Linked DNA regions of Anas platyrhynchos: region 1 is linked to region 2. Evidence: chromatin contacts called from public Hi-C data. All regions are on one chromosome and are shown on one strand. Each heading gives the region's core, a stretch centred on a gene start, on an enhancer-like site or on the middle of the called end of the contact. The rest is flanking DNA. Distances are from core to core; before and after follow the strand shown. Region 1 overlaps ABLIM1 (actin binding LIM protein 1). Region 2 overlaps ABLIM1 (actin binding LIM protein 1).

Evidence for each region. A called contact is a pair of places that touch in the nucleus more often than the background predicts.
Region 1: a Hi-C map of F5 follicle shows a contact between it and region 2, with 2.1 times the contacts expected there. The contact joins two enhancer-like sites. A contact is called at or near these places in 2 of 8 Hi-C or Micro-C datasets (F5 follicle and liver).

The regions. Positions count from the first base shown.
Region 1 is chr6:33,115,429-33,122,294 of IASCAAS_PekinDuck_T2T, reverse strand. All of the region lies in intron 1 of ABLIM1 (actin binding LIM protein 1), which reads left to right. Among named protein-coding and RNA genes, the nearest start is that of ABLIM1, 35 kb to the left of the region's middle. Within about 2 kb of position 4,999, at least 1 of the 8 cell types and tissues checked has an H3K27ac peak or open chromatin away from gene starts, as enhancers often do. A contact at or near this core is called in F5 follicle, where this site is marked.
Region 2 is chr6:33,048,676-33,056,095 of IASCAAS_PekinDuck_T2T, reverse strand. It overlaps ABLIM1 (actin binding LIM protein 1), which reads left to right. Exons shown (of 23, transcript XM_072039808.1): 3 at 1,388-1,571; 4 at 1,926-2,035. Among named protein-coding and RNA genes, the nearest start is that of AFAP1L2, 99 kb to the right of the region's middle. Within about 2 kb of position 1,710, at least 5 of the 8 cell types and tissues checked have an H3K27ac peak or open chromatin away from gene starts, as enhancers often do. A contact at or near this core is called in F5 follicle, where this site is marked.

The DNA of each region.
Region 1 (6,866 bases), core at 3,750-6,249, 63 kb before region 2:
GGGTGAGGGTTACATAAGAGCTTGCAGGAAACCTACAATTTAAAGAAACCAAAGCACTCTTCAGGATTTACAGGTTTTTGCCAGTCTCACTGTTAAACCTACGACAAGTATAAACAACCTTTGTTTTCTCTTGTACATTCACTTTAACCCGTGAGAGAGAAGTGATGCGTCCAAGATTCCTCAGAAAGTCTGTGGTGAAGGTAAGGCTTAACCTCAGACATCCTGGGTGCCACTGCAGGCTGTTAGTTACCCTTCTTCATGCTCCTTCGTGCTCCACTCTTTCCCCTCAGAGCTATGTACTGATAGTACAGACACTTCCACAATGAGGTGTAGTGAAATAATGCTAGAGAGAGAATCACCATCACCCTGTCATGCCTAAATAAGCGTGCACTCAGGCATGCAGGCACACTTGCAATCCCATAGCCATTTAAATAGGTGACAGCATAAGGACAAATTCTCCTGCATTTATACCGTTTCAAGTTCCCTTGACGGTACAACTCGGTCTCTGGAGCTGCAAAGGTTTGCACTCATCTGAATTTCAAAGTAGCTGCTGAAGCCTTCAGTTACGTGTGACCGCTGTGCTGGTTTTCTCTAGGAAGTCGGTATCACGCCGGTCTGATCAGTGGAATGCTGCTCGACTTCTCCAGAGCTCGCTGCTTTGCAGATATGTAGGGCATAAACACAGCTTAACTCTCACCCTGTGCCAGCTTGGCACGAACAAGAAAGCTGCTCTCCCAGTTAGCTACAGGCAAAAAGCTTGTCTGGCTAATGCTGGTCTTTTAGGAACGCTGTACGAGAGTGGAAGGTGACTTAAAAGTTGTAATCCTTGGGAAGATGTGGTGTTGGACAAAGCAGGGAGTGCTGCCTGCAGCTTTTTGTGGAAAATATCGGGAAGATGCTTTGGCAAGCAGAGGGAGTTGCTCCTCGGCTTGTGTTGCCTCCCTTGTGCCTGCTTGACTTTGTTCCTCTCCGCAAGTGTAACTTCCTTGCATTGTCAACTGCTGCAAGGGTGTTGTTTGAAGGAAATGGGTCATAAAAACTTCGTTAAAGTCTTAGTGGGAAGTGGTAAGAGCAATAAATCTATCAGAACAGGTTATTCCTGTCCCCAAGTGAGGCAGCAGCCAACCCTGGTTGTAAGGAAAGTCTCGGTGTTCAGTGACTGCTGCCTGATCCTTCGGCCTACATCCAGCTCAGAAGACTTCTGTAAAATTCAGGCAGTTTTGGTTCCTTTGCTGTTCCTTCTGTAGTCTCTGCGTAAAGTCTGCGCTTGAGGAGAAGCTGAAGGCTGTCGAGTACAGCTCAAGTGACAGCTGGCATCATCCATGGCGTTCAGCTGCCATCGTCTTTGGAGCGGAGCCTGACAGGGGCATCGTGTGCTGTTCCTGCGGTCTGTGATGGGACGGCAGGGACCTGTCACTGCTGCCACCCCCTGCTGGTTGTCCCTCACTGACCTTCAGCTGGAACCCAACTTCTTGCTGAGGGGACTGATGGTGGGGGAAAGGCTGCACCCAGCTGTTACTGGGGTTGCTCTTCCAGAGTACACGAGGCTTTTTCTGCCAGGTATTCAAGGAAAATGCTAAAAAATCCCCCTGCTTTGGTTACTTGGGTATCAGAAACAAAGAAGTAATGGCCTTGTGGAAGAGCACCTTGAGTTACAGGTGTCTGACACTGCCATCACCAGGAAGATGAGGCAGGGGTGTTTGTTTCTGTTTGCTCTCCAGCCTTTTGTGGCAGCTGACACAGTCCGATGGAGGGACATAGGAACGATTCCTCCAGATTAAACAAGGATGTGAATTCAGACTGGAAGGTGCTCTGATTGATCTTAATTTATTCTTGTAATGCGCTAACTGAAATTAAGGTCACTCTTAGTTATGAACAAGAGTGTCCACAAAAAGCTTTAAAGTACTTTATGTAATTCATTTCAGAAGTTAATTTGAATTAATTTTCTGAAATGTCTGCAGGCAGAAAACCCATTATAGTCCGTCTTTGAAGACTGCAAGCTCTCCAAAGTAAATCTGCCTGTGCCATAGCAAGTCATTATAACAGAGCGACACGGCGGTGTCCCAGTGGGCTGCAGGCAGCCCTGTGTCACACCACCTCGCCACGTCCCCCGTGCCCAGGTCTCTCCTCCACGCACAGCCATTGCCTCAAGCCCAGTGCCTCTTACTCCCAGTGCAGTAATTTCCATTTGCTTTCCCCTGGCTCTGATGTATGGCACCTTCACCCACAGCTGAGCGAGTGAGTCTTTAGACACATTTTCCAGCGTTTCAGCCAGAATTTCTGCAGGGGTCCAGCTGCTGGGAGCGAGGAATGGCAGGCTCCCCAGGGAACATGGCTCCTGGCCTGGCTCCGTGCCCTGAAGGCTTCCTGTGTGCCACCTCCTGCCAGTTAGCCCCAGCCTGTGACTTTGGTGGCTGCTGTTCTCACTGGTGACTCAGACAAACGTGTTCTGAAAAAGCTGAATCCTGCTTGTACATTCGGGAAGGCTGGGAGACCGGAGGAAAGACTGGGTGCATGGGGACTGCTCTGAGCTGCGAATTCCAGCTGGATGGCACTGCTGCTGTGCCTGTGCCGCTCTGCCACACAGAAAAATTGTGCTTGAGAGTGTTCTGACGGACACCTTCCTCTGCCACTCAGGAAAGTGTGTCTGTTTGAGCTTCTCTTCTGGTTCAGGTCCTCTCTTATGCTACTATATTAAAGGATTGTGCTGGTCTCAGGCACTAATTCAGCAGCCCAGGAGATCCCTTTCATACTCAGAGCTGCTCAGAAAAGGCCTCCACTTTTATGGAGTAATTCTAAGGGATATGCAGAGGGGTTTATTATATTATTTTTTTATTTTATTTTTTTGTCATCTAGCCCCTCAGATGCCAAGTGCATTGACTTCCCAAGAGCTGCAGACCCTTGCTACAGAATCGGTTGTTTCCACGGTAGTGCTGCTGAGGCATATGGCAGTAATGAGATGCTGCACTGGGACCACAACAAAAGAGCCGGTCCCTTCTGTGATGGACACTACCCAGTCAGAAAATGCTCTGCTACCTTAAAGCCTTGCTTGTGAAGCTGTAGCTACACTGGGCTAAAGACAGGCAGCGGGCTGTGTGTGGAAATCATCCAGGAGCTGAAGTCAGCGCAGACTGTGGCTGCCCGCTAATGAAGTTGTTTTTGTTGCTGCAGTTCGGGCCGGGTGCTGGCAGCCTGTCAGCAGCTGCTGCTGCCAGCCGTGCTCCATCCAGGCTGCTGGATGCCTCCTAGCGTGCTCCCAGCGCCTGTGTAGGTGATGCTCGTACTATTCTGGGGACAGCCAAACCTTATCTCACATGTTTCGAGGGTGGAGGCATTGGCTCTCACTTCTGGAATAAATACTGTCATCTCAGAGCACAGGGATGTATTTCTGGCCCCCCAGTGGGGCAACCAAGGACATAACCTGGTGGTCACTTGGGCTGGCAACAACGTCAGCTTGTTTGTCCAGCCCTGCTTCGGAGGCTGTGAGCTTGCAGAGCCCTTACCTCTCCCATGCCTAATGGGGCTTACACAGGAAATAAAGTTTACGTGGGAATGCCTTTAAGGAAAGATTTGGAACCGTTTTCTCCAAGAACAGTTTTTCCTTAAATAGAAATTTGTTTTTCCTGAGCCGTAAACAAGAGTTGTCACTACAGGCAGGCCTGGAACATGTATTTCACCAACTTTTAAATAAGCATTTGTATTATTTAGTGCTAGCAGCGACCGGTTTGTCACCTCTCCAAGGCACTGGAGCCGTTAAAATATTTCCAAGGTATTTCTAACCCACCTCCTGTCAGATTGCCTTATGATAGCTTTACTCACAATGTACATTGAAATTTATGTGAATTCCTTTAGATCTGTGTGTGTTTGTGTTTTGTTGGAAAGGAGTGAAGTTGAGTAGGAAGCAGTGCCTTTAGAGAAGCCAGGATTTTTCATCTGCTTTAGCTATACTATAAGCTAGCAAGTTTTTTTATTTCTTAAACTGCCTCCATGAGATAGAAAAGCTCTTAGGTTTTTCTCTGGTTTTAATGTGGTTTTATGCAGAAGGAATGCTATTGGCATAGAAGAGCAGTGCTTTTGATTTCTGACCGTGTGAGTAATACGCATATCAGGACATAGGTGTCATTAATTATTCCCAGGATTAGATTTTTGTTTTTATTTTTTTCATGTGGTTATAATTGAAGAACAATAGGCATGGCTGTGATGGCCCAGCTCATTTGTTTACTTTGGAAGCTGCTTTGTACGCTTGGATTTGCTGAAACTGACTTTTGGAAAATGGGACTCTTGTTGCAGAGGTCCTGAAACGACAGCTTTGCAAATTAATTGGCGGTAATAGTGAAAGGGTATGACCAAGTCTGCTGAGACAGATGACTCGGAGGTGAGGGAAGGATTGGCATGGTCAGGCCAGCTGGAGATTTTAGAAGACAGTTGTTAGAAGTACTCTGGTGCCTCTGGGAATAGGGTATAGGTGGCATGGAGATGAGACGAATCAAGTCTAAAAGAAACTGATTTGTCTTGAATTTGAGGTCTAAACTCGATACAGCATTTAAGAGTTTTTAAAAATTGAGGGGTAACACCATGCTTTATTATTATTTTAGTATTTTAGATTGATAAAAGAATGATCATTGTGAATTTAATCTAGAGATCACTGGTAGAATTTTCTTGGCATTGCAAAAGTATGAGAAGAATCCAAAATGAATCTTGAAGAACACAATGAATTTAAGCCTAGCAATGAGACAGAATTTAAGATTAAAAATAGCATTTAGTCTGTAGCTGGAAATAGTTCTGAGCTGGAAAAATTAGTGACACAACAGTAAAGCTATCTGGAAACTGAGCTTCCAAGAATATGTGATCCCTGTAAAAGTGTCTGCGCAAAATGGACCAACGCTCACAGAGGATGGAACAAAGGATTTGTGTTTCCAGTGTAGGTGTCTGTAAGGTATGTGCTCTCCAGCCTTACAAATCTGGGATCAGAGACACACTCTGGGTGGAATTTGTTTTGAACCACCTTCTTTGGCAACGCAGTTGACCTTGAGCTAGACTTTTGATTCTCTTTAGCGTACATAAACAGCCTGCTAAAAGGCCAAACAATTTGTTGGCTCTTTTTTTTTTTTTTTTTTTTTTTTTAATAAACTCTTAATTTATCACGGAACAAATGTGAAACTCATGATAGAAATTAGTAGAATAAGTGTGTAGGTGTCATCAGTGTGCACAGACTGCTGACTAAGTGTTCAGTCAAATGCCAGCTAAATCTCACTGGCTTGCATTAATTTTTGCCCATTAAATTGTTCCATGTGCTCTCAGATGCTGAAGGGTGTGGAATTATTTTCTGGTTGATCTGAGATGGATGGGTAACTATGACAGCTCATTCTTTAAATAGAAGACATCTTAGCTGCTTTCTGTTCATTGCAGGAGGGCAGGTTAATTAATAACAAGAGAATGAGGTGTTAAAACGCCTTGCTAGTTTCCCTTCTGTGAAAGTAATAGGAAGAAAATGGACAGAAGAGAAAGCTGTTGCTAGTAATGCAGGGGAAAGGGAGGAATTCTCAGGTGGTGACCAAAGTGTCGTCTGTTTCCATATGGGATGCGTGGCTATGAACATCTTGGGCTTCTGAAATGGCACAACAGCTCTTTGTAGTGCTAACTGCCAAGTTTCACTCGGGGTGGTCATCCTTCAACCCATTTTGTCCAGGCTTTGGTGTGTAGTAGTGGTGCAGCTTTGCACTGAGTGTGCTTGCTGTTCTTCAAGCTGACACAACGTCTGATAGAGCCTATTTGCAGTCAGACTGGGGTCGTGGACTCACTGGGTAGGCTAGATTTTTGGAGAACTGGCTAGATCATTAGGCTGAAGGAGCGTCTAGCAGCCTGTCCCAAGCAGGGTACCTCAGGTGTTGATACTGGAGTTACTGCTGTTCAACATCTTCCTCAGTGACCCAAATAGAGGGGCAGAATGCCCCGTTAGAAAGTTCACGGGTGGCATCGAACTGGGAGAGCAGCCAGTAGCTGGAGGGAAAGCAGGGTTCCCACTCAGAGGCACGTGAGCCACCTGGAAGGATGGGCCAGCGGGGGACTTGGGGTGTTCTGCAAGGACAAATGGAGTCTGGCACGTTGGATGGAAGAACCAGGCAGGCTGGGAGCATCCACGAGCAGAGAAGGACTAGTGGGACCTGATGGACAGGTAAAATGAGAGTCAGCACTATGCCCAGACAAGCTTGCTTGTGACACTGAGAGCTCACTCTGCAGGGGAATAAAATTTACAAGGTTTTCAAGAATGTAGCTTTCAGATCAAGGGGAGTGATGGCTCCCCTCTGTTCAGCAATGAGAGCTTCCTCTGGAACAGCATCACAGTACCCAGTTCTACACACACCTCCTGCTTGGAGAGGTGCCAGCCATCAGATAGCAGCTGACCCCGTAGGAGTTCCAGAATTCACACTACCAGGGATCTCCTTCTCCATCCCCGGTGCATTCATTGCTCTTGCTTGAAAGGGCTCTTCCTTTTAAACCCTGTTCAAATGACCTGCTGAATGTTGGTCAATAGGAGTTTCTGTATTTTTGGTCTCTTGTCCCACATATAAGTCCTGGACAGACTTCACTTACTTTAGCAGAAAATTTGGGGCAGAAAGAAGAAAGGACTTGCACCCAGGTGAGCTCCCTGTGCATGGGGTGCTGAGTGATAGAAGCAGCAATGCTGAGCTACCGGTTAGGGGTGGCAGGTAGTGCTGAGCCTGGTTCTTGGCTTCTGCCCTTGTACCACAGATAATAAATAAATAACAGAACCGCTGATTCTGCAAGGCAGCCCCGATGCATTTGAAATAACTAGAAGCAAATGTCATTGCCCTACTTCTAAATAAAGCTCACAGGTATAAAAG
Region 2 (7,420 bases), core at 461-2,960:
ATCTTGATTTCTACAACACTGTATTCCACGAGGAAATAAGCAAGTGACTGCACCCGTTACTTCCTTGCTGTGTAGTTGTGGTCTTTTATGTTGTTGTTGCTGTCAGAATCAATATTGCTATGATCTTCTCTCTAAAACGTTATGTTAATCTGAAAGACTCATCCACCACCGTTAACTGAACCCGTGGAGTAGGGAGGCTGTAAAAAACTGTTCTCCAAGCTAGCTCCAAACAAATAGGTTCATTCACAGATTACAGTGTGGCCCCACACAGAGATTTTGGCAGGGTTAGTGAGATAGCAGTGTGCTGACCCTGAACGAAGACGTAAGACAGCCTTGTCTTTCAGCAAGGAGCACAAATTCAGCTGCAGCCTGATACTGCCACAGTAAAACTGCCTCCATCTGCAAAGCCTGCTTGGTGGTGTTGCAGGGAAATAAGTGATTTGCTTGATGTTGGGCAGAGGCTTAACCTCTTCCTTCCTGTGTTAGAAGCATTCTTGCAAGTGCTTCAGGTGATTTGAGGCAAACTCCCACAAGGTCCAGTGGTGTGCCAAAGATGTGCTGAAGTGAGCAGGTTCTTTAAGCACGTATGTCATGAAAACAAAAAGTCATGAGCATCCTGTTCTTAGTGAATCTGTAATTTGGTGATAACCAGGAGTAAACACAATGCAAAACCTATCTTAGAAGGTAGGCCCTGTTTAGCAATTTCCCCTAAGAATGCGTCCACATCTACCACTTGTCTAAAATAATTAAAAAAAATATTTCAGCTGCCTCCAGTGTCTTTCTTAGGTTAAAAAACATGCATCCCCTGTAATTCAGTAGGGTTGGTTTAAGGATTTTGCTTTCCCCAGTCAGTGGCAGTTGTTTAAGATTCAGCTGCTCAGAGAATGAGCTTTTCAGTTTAAGTGATCATCTCAGAATGAGATCAGAAAGGCAAACACAATGCAACAGGCAATAAGTGGGGAACATGAGCCCCAAGTTTTTGTTATGAGACATTTTTCTTTTTAATGTGGTATGCATTCCAAATAACTCCAGCTTTTAAAGAAACAGCAACAGAAGGAGTTCTGAGTGACTCGAAAATTTTATAAAAGCAGTTACTTGGGAGGTAGTATCTTTCACTATGTCATATTTTATGCTTCATAGCATACCAGTCAATCCTAAGTTCCATTTTTTAACTCTTTATCACAAAGTCTCTTGTAGCCAGAGAATGCCAGTCATTTTCTGGGAAGTCAAGGCCTGCAGTGACAGTAGGAAAAGGCAAGAATCTGACAGAAGGAAGCAAGACCACCAGGGTCCTCTCATTTGTAGGCATCATAGAGTGTTGCTAACATCCTTTGTAGGTATATTTTTCCAATCTGTATGTGTGTTTTTTTTTTGTTTTTTCTTCCAGTGTGTGGCTGTGACTTGGCACAAGGAGGCTTTTTCATTAAGAATGGGGAATACCTTTGTACTTTGGATTACCAGCGCATGTATGGTACCCGCTGCAACGGCTGTGGGGAGTTCGTTGAAGGAGAAGTTGTGACAGCTCTGGGAAAAACTTACCATCCAACCTGCTTTGCCTGTACTGTTTGCAAGTAAGTCATCCCTTTCAACTAGTGTGGCCTGAACCCAGTACCAGAAAAACAGGGAGAAAGTCGTCACCATGAGACACAAGTCTCAAGATGTTCTTCTCTTTAGATAAAGTATGTTGTATAACATTTTGAAACCAAAATACAAGGCAAGTCTAACCTCTGCTCTGCTTGCATCTGTGGATTGGATTTCTTCCAGTGCCTGGCTTTGCCAAGGCCACATTGCAGAAACTCTTTGGCCTGAGTTTCTGTAAAATATTAATTGCACTGGTGGAAGGCAGCAAACTTGAGGCATGTGGAACAGAACAGAATTTCTGGTGTAACCTTTGCTAAAATAGATTTTTCTTTTTAACTCTCCAGGCGCCCATTTCCACCAGGTGATCGAGTTACCTTTAATGGAAGGGATTGTCTCTGTCAGTTGTGTGCTCAGCCAATGTCCTCCAGCCCCAAAGAATTGTCTGCCTCCAGCAGTAAGTATTCCATCTTCTTTCTGAATCCTTTCACTTTCTGAGCTCATCAGCATTTGATTGAAACTGTCTCAATTCAATCTTCTTGATTTAATTTTTTTCTCCTCCTTTTAGAAGTGTAGACTGTCTCTGGAAGCCATCCTTTTCTTTCTTTCTTTCTTTTTTTTTTTTTTTTTTAAGTATCTGGTACTACAGGTTGGAAGAGACATTTACACTTAGTTATTTCTGTATGAACAAATGACTTTTACCCAGAAATTGGATATTTTGAAGGGCTCATTTTCTTTTATAGACACTGTAAAAGTGTCCTTTTGATGCAGTGAGGGGTTTCAGAGTTAAGAGATTCCAGTTTTTCCATATATATTTGCACAAGCTGAAGTATTCAGAAAAGGACAATGTTAGAGGAAATTAATTTTCTTCCACTGTTTAACACTTCAATTTATTTAAATTATCCTTTAAAGAGGGGTATCACCAGGTTTATGCCTCTGGTAGATTGATACTGAAATGGATTTGTGATCAGGAACCGTTTTCAGGAATGGTTCTTAAGAAACCATTATTGTTTAAAAAAAAAAAAAGAGAGAGAGAGAAATCAAGTTAAGGGGAAAGAGAGGGTGAAGAAAGTTTCAAAGGGAAATTAACTTGGTTTGCTGTTGAGTTTTAATGCTTATAAGAGAATTTGTAAATTACTGATTCACAGGAAGTATTCAGCTCTGCCTGTGGTAACTTAACCATTAAATCTTTTGGAATTTCTGATTCTTTCTCTGACTTCTGGATTGCACTTAGGAGGTTAATTTGTAATGATTTACCCAGCATAGTTTTATAATTCAAAATGACTGCAGATTTTTTTTGTGATGCTAGGTAGTTTACCAGCAATTTTGGTTTTGTTGAGGGAGGCTTTCTGTATTTTCTACTGGTACTTGGCTTTGAGATCCTGGGATTATGAAGGGCAATGTAAAGGCATAGTTGGATAAGGTTTGTGCTCAGCAGATGAGTGAAGAGAATCTCAGGTTCTGATTTGACTGAGAGCATGTACTCAGACCCTTAGGAAAATGGGAAAAGAAAGGCATATTTTCATATCATGCCTTTCTGTCTGTTAAGCCATAATATTCCACTCTAACTGTGGCTTTGGAGCTGAAAAAGCCCAGGCCTGATTGGTTAACGAAGAGTTAAGGAAACTCTAAAAATATTTAGAAGAATTATAAACCAACATAAAGTTGTATGCAGACCTGCAGGCACCCAGAGAATCATTCTGAGTTAAAGGAATCATGTGGAAATCATACTTGTTTGAATTTCTGATATCTAGGAGTGATAACCAGCAAGGACTTGGAGGACCTAGCGATGTGGACAGCACTGACGTTCTTTTTCTCTGTCATAGCATTGGTTCCCAAACTAGTGGTGTTCAGTGAGAGGAGTATCTGGATCACAGTAGACCTGGTTCTCCAAGAGGGGTGTGCTTGTCCAGCACTGGGGCCCCTTCCCCATGATGAGACTCCAGGTGCCAAAACGCTACCTAGCAAACAGTATTTATAGGAGTTGTATCACTGATGACAAGTGACAGAGCTGGGGAGTCACTTCTTGATAGCCATAGTCTCTGCTAGAATTGTCTGTTTGGGTTCCAAACTGAAACCATAGGTAGCAGGGATGGTAATACATAATTTTGACTCTCACTTGTGCTGAGATTTTGTTTTTTAAATCAAAATTGGGTCCTGCTGGGCAAACTTACCAGTACACAGAACAAGAGAGCTCCTGCTGTTACCAATTCAGTGTGCACTAGGTAGAGATCTGCAAGTACCTGCCACTGTGTATCATCTTTTGTGGACAGATAGTTGTAGAAAATAGTCGTGGGAGATAGTGTAGAGGTTTTGGTCATTTTAGAGCAAAACTCTCCAAAACCGACAAATGAAAGCAGGACCAGTATATGCTCATAAGTACAGACAACTTCAATTAAAAGAATACTAATGAAGCATCCTCCTAATAGAGTGTGTTCAGAGATATGCCAGCTGCTGCTTTAGCTTCACACAAAAGTTGACTTAGATACTGAGACGCCTTTCTTGCTGGCACTGAAGAGTAAATTTTAATTAGTGTAAGCTGTTCCAGATTGCTTCCACTTCTCTCCTGCTGGCTGAATGAGACACATCAATCTTTTCTAATACTTCACCCTTCTTTGAAAAGATTTTTTTTTAAACATAAGTTCTTCTAGAAAAGAATCTCATTCATACTGTGCATCTATTTTCCAGACTATATTGTGTTCTGTTTTGCCTGATTACTTTCACGTAGATTACTGGAGGCAGTTTTCCTTAAAACAAAGAAAGTTGGAGGTGAGGAAATTCCATAGACTGAAAGTGTATCAGGTTTGGTTGGTTTATGTAATGTAAAAAAGGAAGCTTTGTATCCACTGGAATGTCCGCATTAATGTTGACACACAGTTTGCTGATGTCTGTTATTTCACATAAATGAAAGGTTTGTTGATAGCTTTTCTTGGATGCTTTCAAGGAGAATCAAATGCCTCTAAATACAGGGGTTAAGATCTTGAATATCATGAGCCTGAATATTATTACACTCTTATAGTGCACACCCACGGCAATCAGAAGAAAAAATACCAAAAAGTTCATTTTCCTTTTTTCTTTAAGACTAGTTGGGTCTGTGGTACTTCTTTACTCTGTTTATATTAATATATATTTTTTTTGCTCCACATATATTACTTGGAATAATTATAGCTTTTTTCTTAAAGAACATTTCAGTGACTCCTTTTTTATTCTTTTTTTTTTTTTTTTTCTAAGACAGTCTTTTTAAGTATACAGATGCTTTAATTCATAATTTAGTCATCTGTGTTCATTAGACACTGGTGGATGAACAGAGTTCATTAGCTTTGGGATTTTCCTTGAAGTCAGCAGGAAATTTAAGGCCAAATACCTGTATGCAGCCTTGCAGACAAATGAAATGGTTGGTGGTCTTTTTTTCTTCTGGCTTTATTTCATATGACAGCATGACAAATGAGACATGCTCTATAAAGCAAAGTGACGAGGATCTGTGCAGAGCAACACAGGTGCAGGGGGCAAGAGCCTGGTATTTAAAAATCAAATCAGAGAGGAGAGATGATGCTGAACTGGGTTGTGAAAGACTAGAAGTGTAATGTTGATGGCTTGGATGGTTAATGGTTTTCAAGCTTCTGCCAAAGTCATAAAGTTATTTTGTTTGGGTCTTAGTAAAAGCATAATGTAAGTAGTGTATCTGGTCAATTAGTATTTGTGTTAAACAGTGTCCAAGCTGTTACACAGCATCATGATTGCCTGGTTTGTACTGTCTTAAGCTCTTCCTATTTTTCTTTGTATTCTAGCTACATGCTTACACACCTGTGTTTGTTATGGTTCATGTAGTTCGACATGTAGAGAAGCAGTTGTGCAGGCATCTGTTATCTGTAATTACAGAGGAGGCTACAGCTTGTCTGTGGTCTGTTTGGTGGTGATGGGTGCTCTGCTTCCTCTTCTTCTCCCTCCACCTCCCCCTTACAATATAGGAGATGTTAATTAACAGAATGAATCTCTGGTCCATATATGACAGCCTCAAGTCAGACTCCCTCAGCATTTTGGATCACATATTCAGTGGACTGTTTTGAAGACCACCTTTAAAATTCTGCAAAATGTATGTTTTTCTAATTTCATGCTGTAATTTAGAGCAAAAAAAGAGCCGAAGCCAAATTCAAACTTTATGTACATAGTTTATCATTACTTATTTATGCAGAGGCAAGTAGATTTGACAAATTACCAGGCTTACCCTCTTTAATGCTTCTCCATTGGGCATTTTATCACTGAATTCTCACTAGGGCAGCTGGTGAAAGAATTGATTGGGGCATTTCCAAATACAAATTCGGAGTTTATTTAGACCTTGATTTTTATTTTTAAATTTCTAGAAAGTAGTTAAAAGAATACCTGAGAGCAGAGCAGCCACAGAGACATCCCTGTGCTAGGGGCAGGCAGGGGAGGTGGTGCCAGCAGTCTGCCTTGGCACAGCTTGAACCAGCAGTCTGCTTCCATGCTCATCTCTGAAATTCAGAGGAGGCTACGTGGCTTTGAGCACAGCTTAAGAGATTGCCCTTTTCCTTGGACAGAGATTTTCCCCTTAGGCATTACACTTAATAATTTCCATGATAAAGCACATCACTAATAAGAATATTACATTACTTCCTCGCCCTTTCTGTGTTGGCTCCTTGTCTGGTTACTGGTAAGGAAGTTTTAGTTATTGCTGATTATCTTTTTGGATTCTGGATCATTTTAGTGATGTATATTAACTGATTAAGAAATTGCATTTCAAATGAGAAGTAGGCTCTCTAGATGGGTAGGAGAAAACCTCCTTAACCACAGAAGACTGAGGCAGAACCATCACCGAGCAAGAGTTTTCATTGGGAAAAATGCATTGTCTTTCAAAATGGTAGAGTTCCATAGTTTACTTTTCTTCAGTGTAACAGATAACATGTGTCCAATATATGCTGAGATATGCAGTGATACTGTTTGGAAAGAAGCACAAAGAAGATACCTTGACACTCCTTTCTTTGGAGTGGTCTCTGTTGTGAGCTAAGAGCATTGCAGTGCAGAGCCAACGTTGGACCAGAGTTTCCAAAATGGCCAGTCATACAGTGCATGAATAAGCTTCGGTGCAGCTGTTCCCTGGCCAGCCAGCTTCCACGTGGAGCTTTCACAATGCTGTTTTGTATGTTTGTCCTTGCCCGCTTTGCACATTTTGTTCTGGTTCAAAGGATGACCCAGGATTCTCTGGGACAAATGCTTTCATGCCTATCTGTACGGAGCCCAACAGAGCCACATCCTGGCTCTCAACCGGGGCTCTTAGCTCCATTGTGATATAAATAATAAGCTTAATGCTTAATGAACTTGTGGGAGAAAGATATCTTTGTTAATGATTCAATAGCCTTATCTCTTCAAATAAGATACAGTAAAGCTCCCAGTAAATATCTGAAACTTCCAGCAGGGCTTGTGGCAAAGCTGAAGTAGGGCAGAGCTGGGATCCTTGATCTGTTGAAGAAAAAGGTGATCAGGAATAAATAGGAATCATCTTTTGTCTCACTGCCTAAAAAAGTGTGGGCAAAGAGCTTGTTTTAAAAACAACAAAGCATCAGAATGGGAAAGAAGCACATTTACTTTGCACTCTTCCTTTAAAGACTCTAATTTTTAATGTGCTTTTATACTCACGACGTAACTGTCCCTTCATTAGAGGCAGAGGCAGGTGACTGCTGCCAGTATTCAGAAATATGCCTGAGCAAATTTATAGGCATCACAAACTTCTCTGTTAGAAGTTAGCTGCATAAATAAAATAGATGTTTTTTTTGTTTGTTTGTTTTTTTTTAATCATAGTTGTTGTGAAAGGCCTGCACCTAGC